Regions from separate parts of the Rattus norvegicus genome. Here region 2 is linked to region 1. Evidence: chromatin contacts called from public Hi-C data. All regions are on one chromosome and are shown on one strand. The core of a region is the stretch at or near the end of the contact, and the rest is flanking DNA. Distances in the headings are between cores, read along the strand shown.

Evidence for each region. Hi-C and Micro-C count contacts between places; a contact is called where the count stands out from the background.
Region 2: a contact with region 1 is called in a Hi-C map of Schwann cells, with 4 times the contacts expected there. The contact joins the enhancer-like site here to the promoter of Etv1 in region 1. A contact is called at or near these places in 2 of 12 Hi-C or Micro-C datasets (the Rat2 cell line and Schwann cells) and 1 of 1 datasets of contacts at active chromatin or transcription factors (oligodendrocytes).

Annotation. Positions count from the first base shown.
Region 1 is chr6:61,316,494-61,323,356 of GRCr8, forward strand. It overlaps Etv1 (ETS variant transcription factor 1), which reads left to right and starts at 1,873. Exons shown (of 13, transcript NM_001163156.3): 1 at 1,873-1,992; 2 at 2,413-2,544; 3 at 3,344-3,431; 4 at 4,768-4,815. The coding sequence starts at 2,500.
Region 2 is chr6:61,394,299-61,401,145 of GRCr8, forward strand. It overlaps Etv1 (ETS variant transcription factor 1), which reads left to right. Exons shown (of 13, transcript NM_001163156.3): 11 at 1,018-1,187; 12 at 5,418-5,519. Among named protein-coding and RNA genes, the nearest start is that of Etv1, 79 kb to the left of the region's middle. Within about 2 kb of position 5,218, at least 22 of the 93 cell types and tissues checked have an H3K27ac peak or open chromatin away from gene starts, as enhancers often do. A contact at or near this core is called in Schwann cells, where this site is marked.

The DNA of each region.
Region 1 (6,863 bases), core at 623-3,122:
ATGAAAGGAACACACACTGGCGCGCGTGCGCCCGCAAAACAACAACAACAACAACAACAACAAAAACTTTTGTGGTTTGGGGAACTTGGGCCTTTGTGGTATCTTTTTTCCCTTGTTCCGCCACGCCTCCAACCACGTGACCCAGAAAGATTGGGATTTTGTGAATGGAGTCGAAAGGTGGAGGGGGGAGGGCAACGCCCCCTGCTCGAAAGCAGCCAATCCGCTGGCGGAGCGCTGCGGGGTCAGCAATAAACAACAATGGACTGGAAATTCACGGTTCCTTATTGGCTTCAGGGACAGGCTCTCGGGGCCTTTCGAGAAGCTCCGCCCCCTCCCGGTTGCTCTGGATACCTGTCGGGCTCTGGCCTCAGAGAAAGGCTTTGGAAACTGTTGCTGCCTTGTCCGGGGTTTGCAGATTGCCGGGGTACCCACCACTATTGTCCCCTGTTCCGGTTGCACCCCCCACAAAGTCTCGTAGCGCTCGAACGCATCCCTCCTCCGGGCTCTGACACTGTCCTCTCTCAAAGTGGACGCGCGCGGTGCACTGACTAGTCTCTGGGCAAGCATTGTGTGTACCCTGGAAGACTATAATTTTCCCATGATGAAGCGCAGAGTGGCTTTGTCATAAACCACGCTCTTTCTCCGCGAGGCTGGAGTGCCAGGCGCGCACGCTCCCATTTTGATGTTTCCACCATGTTCCATTTAAGGAAAGAAACTTTCAAATAGAAATTGAGAACTGCAGCACAATGTTCAACGGGGCTAAACAGCTGCTGGAAAAGTCCTTTAGTCCCCAGTTCTGGTCACCGCCAGGGTCTAAGTGACTTTCAGAACTGTGAAGCCCCCGCCCCGCCCCTCTCTGGCCTCCAACCCTTGGTAGGACAGCGGCTGCAAAGGGGACGCAACAGAACTAAGCCCTATGGGCAGGCAGCTTCAGGGACATTCTCGTTTCCAAACGTCCCATCATTGTCCTTGTAACCCGAGCCCTCCCTGCTCTCCCCCCAACTTCTGGTTGGAAGAAGTGAAATCCTCAAGTACAGTAAGTGACACCCTCCGCCTCTCTGTATACATAACAAAAGCTCCGGAAACGGCGGGGACAGGGGTGGGGGGGAGAAGGGGGCGGGAGGGGGGCATCTGAATTACCAAGTCCTCCCCCACCCCTCTGTGGCCCACTGGAGGTTTATTTCCTCTCAGCACTCTCCCGGGTGAATCTGATTTTTATACTTTCCTCGCCCACACTGCTACGTACTCCTCCGGATCCTCTCTTCCAGCGCCACCTCTCCCTTGCTTTCATTACAATGTTTTCATGTGGAACTGACGAAAGGAGATCGTTTTTGTTGAAGATGTATTAAAAGAAAAATCTTATAAGCCCTATTATAGTGGTGATTAGTGTTGAAAAAAAATGAAAAAAAAAATAGCTTGGACCGAAAGCTGCTGGGGAGGAAGGCTGGAGCGCGTGGTGGGTGGACTCCTGGTCAGAAGTAGAGAAAGGAGATTGTGGACATTTAATGTGTACCCGAACCTCTACGACAGTGCTTTAAGGACATCGGCCTAATAATAATGGATCAAACAACGATAGGAATGAGAGCTGGTTGACTCAGTACACTAGGTTTCAGAATCCCTCCGGTCTTAACCAAAACAGCGAGTTAGGAAGGAAGTGGGTTTCCTCGGTGGTTTTTCTTGGGTGCGGACCTAAGACTTCTCCCAGAGTGGTCGCATAGGAATAGGGGTGCGGGAGACTCTAGGGAAGGGGCCAAAAGCTGCCTGATTGACAGCCCGAAATCTGATCTTGTGAAAGAGACGTGGAGCCAATGGGAGGCAGCGATCCATCAGTTTGGATTGGAGGCCCCTGGAGGAGAAGTAGAGGAAAAACCACCGAATTCAGCTCTGTCAGAGGCGCTTTCGGCTTCCAAGGGGAAGTGCTGGGCAATAATTAATGTTTTTATTAAATTTGGAGGGAATTTTTTGCAGCCGTTCGCCTAGCGTGGCCTTCAGGTGGGTATTTCCAACAACTTTTTATGTCTCTCCAGATAATTGCATGGCTGTGGGTTGCAAAAACTATTCTTATGAAAGAGGTATCTCCGTCTCTTTAGTCCCGTTAGGTGAAAAGCAAGTCTCGTTGATCGCCATTGCTAGTTTTGCACACGTTTGCGAATCAGAGCTGCCTGGGGCACACTGACCGAGCAGGGAACATCCAGGGTGTAAATAAATACATCGTCTCTTGTTAGGATATTTGATAGGACCGAAAGTATGTAAATTGTGAACTCTCTTGGCTCTCTTTGGATCCAGGTGAAGAAGGCGGCGTAGGGGAGGGTTATTTTTGTGAATGGGGCTGTCGAGGGTAATTAGCTATGCAAATGCAAGAGCTTCATTCATGATTTTTTAAAGCCTAAAAGCCATCTTGTTCCCCTCTAGGTTGATAGAAGTCCAGATCCCGAGGAAATCTGCAGCTAAATGCTCAAAATATAAAACACTGAGCTAGTATTTGAGAAGAGGAGCAGAATGGATGGATTTTATGACCAGCAAGTGCCTTACGTGGTCACCAACGTGAGTGCTCAGTTCGAAAGTTGCTGTTTATAAACTTGACTCGGACGGGGGTGGGGAGAGCGAGAGATGCGAAGGGAGGGGGCAGGGGGTTGGGACTGCAGACACTTTATCTGCTTTGTTGCCACTGTAGGGCGACTCTGCTTCTAGAAGCCCTATCTACAAAATGAGCTTACCTTTGAGTGATTCGGATAAGGCACAGTTTTGTTTTAAGACCCCTTCTTCTGGTTAATGTGTCCACGATGAGTGCAAGAGGAGACGGAGGGCAGCAGCAGCTGCACTCAAAGTTTGTGGCTGGGTTTATCTGCCACATTGAAAAGAACGAAGTTGAGACAAATGCTGACAATTTTTTGTTTACATGGGGTGTCTTGGGCGTTTTCTTCCCCTTTCTCATTTTCTCACTTTCCCCAGTTTTCCTTTGACTTCTTTTACTGCGGGTGGGGGGTGCTGTCTGAGAGAATGGAATTCACTGTTAATCTGGAGTTGATTCAGTTAAAAAAAAATTAAGTGTTTTAGCTTAATGTTTTGATGCTGAGATTACGTGTAACTAGGATGAGGATAAGCAGGAGTGTTATGACATGCTCTGGGAAGCAACTCTCCCTCGCTGTTAAACTCTCAGTTTGAGATTTTACTGTCAAAGTCAGACAATACATATTGGAGTTCTCCTATAAACTTTTTTTTTTCCACTCAGAGAGAGGATCCAGTAGGCTTAAGTTATGTATGCATGATTTGTTTTTTTTTTTTTAATGTGTGACATCTGAGATTTATATTCTTTTAAAGGATTTTATCTTTCCCTTTGTAGAGTCAGCGTGGGAGAAACTGTACCGAGAAACCAACAAATGTCAGGAAAAGAAAATTCATTAACAGAGATCTGGCTCATGATTCAGAAGGTGAGGTTTGATTCTGAGCTGAACGTCTCTTTTTTTCCGCTTACACTCTCTACCCTCCAAGTCAGGGGCACATCTCCATCTCACCTCAAAAATAGTAGACCTTGAAACATGGACTGTCCATGCAGCCACTCACACAGTGAGTTTGCCTTGGAGACTATTTTATAGTCTTGCCACAAAATTAATGAGAAGAAAATGAACCTGCAGCAGTGACCTTCTTATTTTAAAGAGTATTCTGTGTTGATTCTTGTCCACTGGGCAGATAATTCCCTATAACTGAGATAACAATTTCAAGCTGTAACACCCTGGGATAAAGTAAGCAGCTATGCCTACTGCTTCTGCTTTTCTTTCAACATTATTACAAGTTAAACAATATAAGTGGATTCATATACTATTGTTGAAATTTTATGAGTGAGTTTGATGACTGCATTTTTGAAGTCATAACATTTGTTGATAGGCCTTAACATGTTCACTAGATCCAACTTGAGGCTTATTGAATGCTTATTTAGTGAATTAGGCTGTACGCTCTTCCTATAAACTGTTGGTAGGAGGTCAATATATTATGAATTATTTCAGCCCTGTGGGGCCACTCATTATGGATTGAAAAAACTTAGACTTAATTACTAAAGTTCACATTGAATTTAAATTAAGTGGACTGAATCCTAAAACTTCATAAAATTTTCATTTTCATTAGATACTTCTCTTCCTTTCCCCCCTCCATGGCAGAATATAATTTGGAATTGATAATAAACCAAGCAGGGCACTAGTGTCTTTGACTTTCACAGACGTGCTAATGTAGAAAATTTTCTTGAAATGTTTATATTTGGAGTTGTACCCTGTATTAGTGTTGAGCTATTTGGCTGGAAAATGTAACTTGGGAGTTAACTCAAGTCTTGTTGGTTTTGTACATAAAATTAAAAATGTAAAAGTTCTGTCTTTCTAATATTTGCTCCACTTCTATTTTAGCAAGAGTTAAATGTACTTAGGAAAGGTTTCTGTGCAGGGGTCATCTTAGTGAATTTTAGTGTATGTGTTTTTTCGTCTCCTGAGCTTATTTCTTAATTATTTTGAAAAAGAAAAAAAAAAGACAAAAGAAGGTAATTTGATTTAGTTGCCTAATATGATATTATTTAGTTGCCTAAAGAAATACCTTAAAGTGTCCCTTAATTGATGTCATAAGTAAGCAGGATTATTAAGATACTGAGATATGAAACCTATGTTCAGTAGATGCTCCCTAAACTAAAATCATACTGAATGGCAGCGTCATGACAAACATTTTCATTTAATGAAGCCTGCAGACTGTCGAGTCTCATGTTTGTGTGTTTGACTTGCTTTTCAGAACTCTTTCAAGATCTGAGTCAGTTACAAGAAACATGGCTTGCTGAAGGTAAGAGAGGGAGAATTGTCTTTAAGGGGGAAAAGCAACTCTAGAAGGGGGTGGAGGGAGTCCTGAACTTGCTGTCTTAAATGTTCAACCCAATTAATTGAGCTCTAAAAGAGCCACCTCATGTGTCATGCATACATTAGAGCCTTTGATGAGTTTGTCTTTAGGGACTCTGGGGCTCCACTACCCAGTGTCATCACAAATTACCAGGAGAAATTGCTTCCAGCTCACAATCACATCTGCTTTTGGCAAGAACTAATGCACCAAGACTTCAGGTTCTAAGCCTCTGTTCAGATTTTAATTGCAATTGATCAGGTTTATATTATTGTACCTCAAGAGACTTCCAGCCAGAAGCGGCTGGCTTGCTGTTTCCCTTAGAGCCGTGCATGTGATTGTTTGGTGCTCTGCTGAAGGACTTTTCTGATGGCAGAAATTAGTTTCTCTGGGCTCATCAGGACGGGATGCTTCAAGATTTAAGTGCAGGTGTCTTCTTTCCTCCTTGCTCACAGCACAGAACGTTAGGTGTGTATGTCACAGTTAAGAAATCTCTCTCTGGGTTTAAAATACATCTTTTAAGGGGATTTGGAGATTTTTAAAAAATGTTTCGTGTTTTATGATGCATGTAATGCTTGTTGAAGTTTGACTTTTGATGTCTTGTGACTTTTATTAGGGTTTCCTATGGAGACATTTAATAGCATTTTTGGACTTTTTTTTTTTTAAATGTTATGCTCTAACCTATTATATCTTTTATTGTGTGCAACTTTGTTTATAGGGACAGTGAGATGAGGCTTCAGTAAAGCTTGACACATGTTCAGATATGCTTAAGGTGGAAGGTGTTTATCGGTTATTTACTATTTCAAATTTTAATTTTGGATATTTGTGAAATATTATTTTATAAGCTCTTTGTGTGTGTGTGTGTGTGTGTGTGTGTGTTTGTGTGTAGGGGGAATGAGAAAGTTGCAGATATTTAAGCATTAATATGTTTTGTTATTTGCTTACTTACTTTCTGTGGGGACTCTAATTCTGGTATTAGATTTTCAAGATGGTTCAAAGCAAAGGGAGGGTCTCCAAATGGAACCCGGTGCTTCTCTAGCTGCTTTGAGGTAGACTGAGGGGTTTTTAGTCAGGATCTTGTACTCAGTTGGTCAAGTTGCTGTTAGCATGTAAACAAGTTTCTTTGTCTTGCTGATAATTCTAGTTCTTCAAAAGGCTTTTACAATCTTAAAGGATTCAGAATTATTTAAGTTAAATAGCTCTTAATTATCCTTTGGAAGGGGGATTGCATTTATGTGTTAATGAATGGTAAGTATCTGAAATTTAAGGTCATTTTTTGCTTATCTCTAAATGAAACTTACTGTAATAGATTACTCAGTATTGCCATGTAAACCATATATTCAGATAGGTTTCTCATAAAAATTTGCAGAGGCTCTTATGTTAACTTTTACTTGGTGTTTTTTGCCAAGTTGAAGGTTATGGGGCATTTTGTTTACTCAAGAATTTACTTGCTTATCCAAAATAAGTTACTATACTTACCTAGTTGTTCCGGAAGGTTTACTGGTTCTTAAAGATGTTTGAATTTGAAAAGTGAATCCAAATCTGGTTGGCAGATTTCAGATGTGCATAACAGCTGTTTCTGGAATTTTAAAATGTGGATCTGTGGCAGACTCTTATCATTTTTAGTACATTTTCTTTCTTTTATTTTTTTTTTACTTTCCACTTGATTTATTGTGTCTTATGGCTCAGATAGGAGAGTTGAATAATTTATCTGAGTTTGAGTTTATCATTTAAAACAGTACGGAATATTCTTATCTCTTCATTACCTGCGAATCAACGCTGAAGGCTTATCTTTATATAAAGTAAACCTAGATAAGGACTAATGTATTTGGAGGAACATACTTTTACTTAGAAAAGAATTCATAAGCTTAATTAAATACAGGAATTAATCTTGAGGGTATTTCTTTATTAAATACCAGGTGTGCTATTTACAAACTGCATTTTAGAATAATATAAACATTCTCAAAATAACTGCATGAATTTATATAGTTATGATG
Region 2 (6,847 bases), core at 3,968-6,467, 81 kb after region 1:
AATTGTTTCTTCATGCAAGAAGAGAAATTCCCACACTGACCCTGCGCTGTCTGTAGTCCTCAGCCAGGCAGTCCCCACTGAAGGCAGTTCTGAGAAGCATGACTGAGCTGGAAGGAGATGAGCAGTGGACGGAACAGCAAGGGTTCTTTCTGTTCTGTTTTCCTTTGTTGTGTAGAGCTAAGACAGTTGCAGGGCCAAAGCAGTGTTAACTCCAATACTGATGCTTTCTTACGCCATGGTAGGTAAGGGCAGCACGTTTTTGTTGTTTGCTTAAAAACATCTATTTAACAGAATGCGCTGTTAATATACTATCTTAAGTTGACCTTTAAAGAAAAGAACCAATAAACAAAATTAAATGAACAAAACGAATGCTAAGTTTTGTTTATCAGGAAGTATTGTTTTATTTATTGCCAAGTGGCGAAGCAGTAGCTTCTGGAGGAAGGGACAGTGGTGGAATGCTGCCGCCGCCACTGATTCCAAGAGAGAACTTCCTAATTTATATAAATTACAGGCCACACAGACTTTATGATATTACTAAATTTACCTTGAAATATGTTCACTGAGATTTTCAGTAGTCGGTCATGCATGGGTCAATAAAGTATTTCCTAATTATAGTCTGTAGAAATTAATTGATACAAATAAAATGCCCCAAGCTTGGAGCTGATTACTTCCCTCCTGGTGTTAGTTAGAGCTGGAGAAATGGTGCTAACCAACAAGCATGATTGGAAAGACATGAGTGAAGGAGAGACAGTTGGACTAGGTTGTTATAAGAGAATGATGGTTATGAATTTACTCCTTACTGGTGTACATTTGCATTAATGAGAATACTTGTTGTTATGTCATCTACAAGTTTGTGTAGATAGTTGGTTTGCTTTTAATCATTTGATTATTTGAAATCTGTTTTTAATGGCGCCGTTTACCACCAAAACGAAGTGATTGTGTTTAGCTGTTTTCATGATTGATTTGGTGTACATTTTATACAAATGGCATACTAATTGTTCATTCTTTTAAATTTAGGGGACATTAAGCAAGAGCCAGGAATGTACCGGGAAGGTCCCACGTACCAGAGGCGAGGATCGCTTCAGCTCTGGCAGTTTCTGGTAGCTCTTCTGGATGACCCTTCAAATTCTCATTTTATTGCCTGGACTGGGCGAGGCATGGAATTTAAACTGATTGAGCCTGAAGAGGTTAGTCTTAGTAGATTTTGAGTAGGAACCCAAAATTTTCTATAATACAAGCAAATTTGATAAATATGTTTAAAAATTGCTTAAAGCGTTTCAAAACTCTGTAGACTTATTTTAAATCTGAAAGTAGGTCTGAACAATGTAAAATAATTTCTTCCCCGGTCTTTACCATTGAATGCAGTAGTCTCACCCCATTTGCAACAGTATATATACATCTGTTCAGAGGACTGGTTTTGCAGTAGAGTACTGACTTCACACCAAACTCAGACTAAGCACTCAGGAGTGGGAAAACCATTGCTAATTGTTTGGGTGTTTAAATTTTCTAGTATATTTAGAGCTCCATATGACTATAAAGAAACTCATTTTTTATAGATGTACTTAAATTATGTAAGGGAGGAACCACAAGATTATGAAGCAGGCAGCGTAGACTAACAATGTCTAACGGAATAATCGCAGAGCCCTTTACCATGACGGGAATGCATGACTTTTAATAATCGAAGCAAGTCTTGGACTGGGAAAGTTCAATGCGACTTTATGTCAGTTAAACAGACATTTCCCTCCACCTGGGATTAAAGTAAACTGAGCAGAAACAGAACACTTTACGTTTGTCATATTTGTTAGGACAGGAGACATTACGAAATGATGTCAGTAATGTTCGAGCCATTCAGGAAAGACTCCATTCTGTGAGTAACTACGTCTGTTTCACAACCTGTGCTGTTTATGTGTTTGAGTCTGAATTAAAGAATGGAAGATCTGACTAGGTGACCAGTTAGTGCCAACACATTCTGAGTTTTCTTATTATTTAAACGTGAGAAAGATACACAATCGTGTTTGTTTCATGTTTGTTTTGTACAACTGACAGTTCAACAACTCTGCTGTTACAGATGCATAATAAAGTCAATAACAAGACTCAGTAGTTCAGTCAGTTGACTAGTTTCAAACGGTAACAAGCTCACTAGGAGCTGTGCAATAGTTGCTACACGTGTCCTAGGCTTTTGTTCTATGTCCATCCCCAGGGGCCTGAGAAGACAGCTCAGTAAGTAATGTGCTTCTGCACAAGGAAGAGAACTTCAATTCTTGTCCCCAGAAGCCATTCAAAAGGCTAAGTATAGCAGCAAATACCTTTAATCCCAGCCCTCTAGAGGCAGACATAAAAAGATTCTGGGGACACTCTGGCCACCTACTCTAGCTGAATTAGCATGTACCAGGTTTGCTGAGAGATCTTGTCTCAAAAGACAAGGTTGAGCCTGAGGAAGACACCTATCATCAATCTTAGGTACACACACACACACACACACACACACGCCACAGACCCCACATCCAAAAAAAAAAAAAAAAACTTTAAAATGTTAAATATCCTATTTCTTATTGGTGCTTAGTTCATTCTTAACAATCATGTACAGCAGACAATGACCCTGTTGTTTCTTCTGATTCTTCTCTGGAAAGAACCTATGAATTATTTTAGTCTGTGTGGCCCACAGGTTCTCTCTATTCTCCACTACATGACAGATCTTTCAGTGGGGACCACCACAGTTCATGAGTGATGACTTGGAAGCCATCACACTTTACTACTCACAGGATTTATTTTCTCATGCTTTACCTGTCAGCCTAAAATGAAGATGATTGAAATTCCAAATCCGCCATGCTTACCTGCTTGGTGTGCTTGGATACCAATAGCAAGCACAGCTCTTTCAGGTGTCTGAGATATAGATTTATTATTGCCAAATTAATCAATCATCCTAGGCAATAGTTCCCAAAAACATTCTTTAACACAGCAAGCTCCTGCTGGATTCAATGCCATGGTCTTCTGATGACTCTGGAGCTGAAAATCAGGGAAGTCAGACTCACTGTTCCACAGCTAAGCATAATCTTCCAAAGCAAGTTGGCGGGTTGGAAGATGTAGGCCACTAGTGCAGTGCTAGCCTTGAGTTCAAACACCAACACCCAAAATATGTATTCATTAATATAATAAAACAAATACTTAAACCATTAAACTGACTCATTTAATATCATTGGCAGTGAGGGTTCATGCTAAGTCACTAAACCCTGTATGCTCCTCCCTAGAAGCGTAAGCTCCTTTTGAAAGTACAACGTGAGAAAGTCACTGAAAGTGTTGTTTTCCTCTTGAGACTCCGTGTTAAAAATTGTGCCTTCGCTCTGAGTGACTGTGTGTCTGGAGAAGTAGCACTTTTGGACATCAAGTGGACTTAGTTTTTGAATGGCCTGGAAGGTGCTAGGCTTCCTGTGAATTTTCGACCTTTTTGTCTACATCGTATACACATACTGTTACCTGTTGTTACCTTAAGTTTGTGCCAGTTATGACACAAAATAAGTCTAAGAACAGGCTTTCTTTGTGTACAGACAAATAATTATAGTACTGAGGATCAGTTGGCCTTATAAGAAGCAAACTCTTCAAGTGCATTCCTTAGGTAACGCAACAGTTATGTCACTCTCTCCAGAGACTTCTAGGGTGCCTTAAAGTTCATTGCCTTTTAGTTTTGAAGAGGACTCTGGTCAAATTCTAGTGAAGACTCATTGGATGTTTGCAGGAATTGCTGCTTAGCAGAACTTTTCACATTTGCCTGTTGTGTAGTTGTGTCTCTGTTGAGTCTACTGATATCCTTTGTAACACATTTGAAAGATTTTACGTAAAAAACAAAAACAAAGCTCCTTCCTCCCTTCTTTCCTTCCTTACCTCCTTGTCTTTCCCTCATCTCCCATCTGTTCCCCATTTCAGGGTCCCATAGCCCAGCGTAGTCTAGAACTCATGATCTCCTGCCATAGCTTCAGTCTCCTACTCAGCTTCCAGGTGCTGGAATTAGCATCATATCTCCCCACGCCTGGCTGGATTTTATTTCACATTGTCCCTGTCCCTGCTCCACACACTATTGCTTAGAGCAGTTACTGGAAAGATTGTGGAAAATTAAGATGTATCCGCCACTGTGACTGTTGGCTTGTACGGATAGTCTTGCTTTTGCTCAGTCGTATCACTTCTCACAGAACAAGTGATCCAAACCCATTATCTGTTTATTTCAAGAACACAGATTACTTAAAGGTAGGGGTGTTTGTGACAGAAAGGTCATTGCTATTGAAGGGAAGACAGGAGAAGGAGATGATTTTGAGGATTCTTTGTGGCTGGGACACAACTTGGAATTTGAGGGAAGCGACAACTCCTGCTCTATTAGGGAATGCACTTACGACCTTGCTGAGGCTGAGGCCGTGCACAGTTTTTCCTCAGACAACCAAAGAGTGGGGCTTAATGAGATCTTGATTTGCAATGAAGTGAGAGAAACCCGCTCCTGTCTCTGTATGCCTACATCGGCCCAGTGTGATGGAGAAGTGGAATGGTACCATTGGGAGGAAGAAGCTCCACCTTGACCACGTCCAGCGCTCTCCAACAGTCCCATTTGAAACACTTCTGAGACCTTTCCTCAGCCACACTGGACATTCTGCTTTAAAGGAAAAGGACTCATGTACATGGTGACTTTTCCATGTCCACCTTATTTTTAGCATCCAATTAATGTTTCCCAGATGAGCTTAATTTTCCGGTTTGGGGTTGGCTATAGTTTTCACAGAGGCTGCTTTAGGCAAGAACTATTGTTTGGAGTCGAACTTATTAATCGGCACACTGTTTCCTTCGCTGGCACAGTGACAGCTGGTCACTCGGTACAGTTTGAGCAGTCTTTTTTTTTTTTTTTCTTTCTTCTGTTTCTTTCAGAAATGCAGTAAAACACCTTTACAAAGGGATCATTAAGCAGTTCCTAATCTGGGATTTTTTTTTTTTTTTTGTCTGAAAGTTCAGGAAGGAAAAGACTGCTAGTGTATAGCAGAAGGGAAAATCTGCCTCATTTTGGTGAATTGCAGTCTGTTCTTTCATGATGCAAACACATTCCCTTATTTCCATTTAATTTCTATCCAAAACAATGGTGACAAAGGATTCTATTGTGACGTCGAAGAGAGAGAACTGTAAGCCTGGTTTAAACCAGGACACGGGAAATTCAGAACACGAAGGCTGTTGCTATTTCTTTATGCCTTGTATTTGGAGATGTTTTTGTGTGTTTAGAAGCCATACATTTATGAACTCTTCCTCTGCCTATCCCACTCCCCATCCCTATCCCCTGCGTGCGTGTGTGTGTGTGTGTGTGTGTGTGTGTGTGTGTGTGTGGTGTGTATGTAAGTGTGTAAGCCAGTTGAAGACTCAGCACTAACAACATGATTCTGTTTTGGTGGCAGGTGGCCCGACGTTGGGGCATTCAGAAGAACAGGCCAGCTATGAACTATGACAAACTTAGCCGTTCTCTCCGCTATTATTATGAGAAGGGAATCATGCAAAAGGTGAGGCGATAATACATTAAAGCTCACTGTGATGTTGCCCACTGGTCTGCAAGTCATATTTCAGACAGCACATTATCGTTGCTTTGCTAAGGTCAGGCTCTCCCCCACGTTAACCAATGCTTGCTTGGTTCCTGCTTAGTATCACGAGCCTATTTATAATTTCATGGATGGTGGAGATAAATGTAGAGTGGTATCTAGCAAGTTACATTTCTGGAAGCTTCCATTTTGCTACACATGGTAAGCAGGTTATTTCAGTATTGATACTAGATCTTCATGTCTCTAGAAGCTGTAATTTTATTGTACCTCAGAGTCATACATTTTTGAAATGCTTGTATTTTTTCTTTCCTGTTCTGATTCTTAAAACATGCAGGCATCACTTGTTCTTATTAGAAAAAAAGGAAACCCAACTTTTTTTCTTGCTTGATTTCTAGCTTCATTTCATTCCTCACTTGACAGTTTAATATCCAGAACTACTTACTTGAAATAAATGTTTTATCTTATTTGGTTGGTAGAACAAAGTTCAATATATTTTAATTCAAATCAGCTTCTTTTAATATTTAAAAGTTGTTTTGTATAAAATACAAAAACATGGACACAGATAAAATGTACTTAAAATATAACATTTATAAAGGAGGCTATGAATAAATGAATATATAAAGATAAAACATTTGGATATTTGCTATTATTTCCTTCAGCCTTGTGCGGTTTATGGCTTGTATAGCACAGTTAGATATGAATGCTGCATCAAACAGACTTTTTGGATGCCATTGTGTGGTATAAGAAAGGGAGATTGTTTATCACACCAACATGCAAAACTTGGAGTCTGCATGTAGATGGTAACCAGTCAGGGTCCCTTAGACGGTTAGCATGCTCTTTTCATATAAGCACAGCCTGCTATTTTAAGACACACTCATGACTTCCATGAGACTTCTTTTTAGAATGTTCTGTCTTTTCCTTCATATCTCTTACTGTACGGACCTTCCTCATGGCTAGGTAAATGGCAGCATAGTTTATTCAGAGGAACTTTGAGCCTCCCTATATTTTTTATTACCCAAAAATATATAATGGGGAATTACATTCCAAGTCCGTATGACCATATGTGCTCATTGACTTAAAACCTTAACTATCCATGTGTGCTGTACATAAAAAGCAATTGAATTAGAAGCCTGAAGAATGAAATAAAAATAACCAAATGGGTTACTGAATTCAAGTGAACCATTTTAAATGGTTATAAATTTCAGTAATTCTGAAATAGAAATAAATGCTGGAAAATGTTTATTGTACTTTGTGGATAAAATATGTGCACATCTAGTTAAACATGTAGCCAT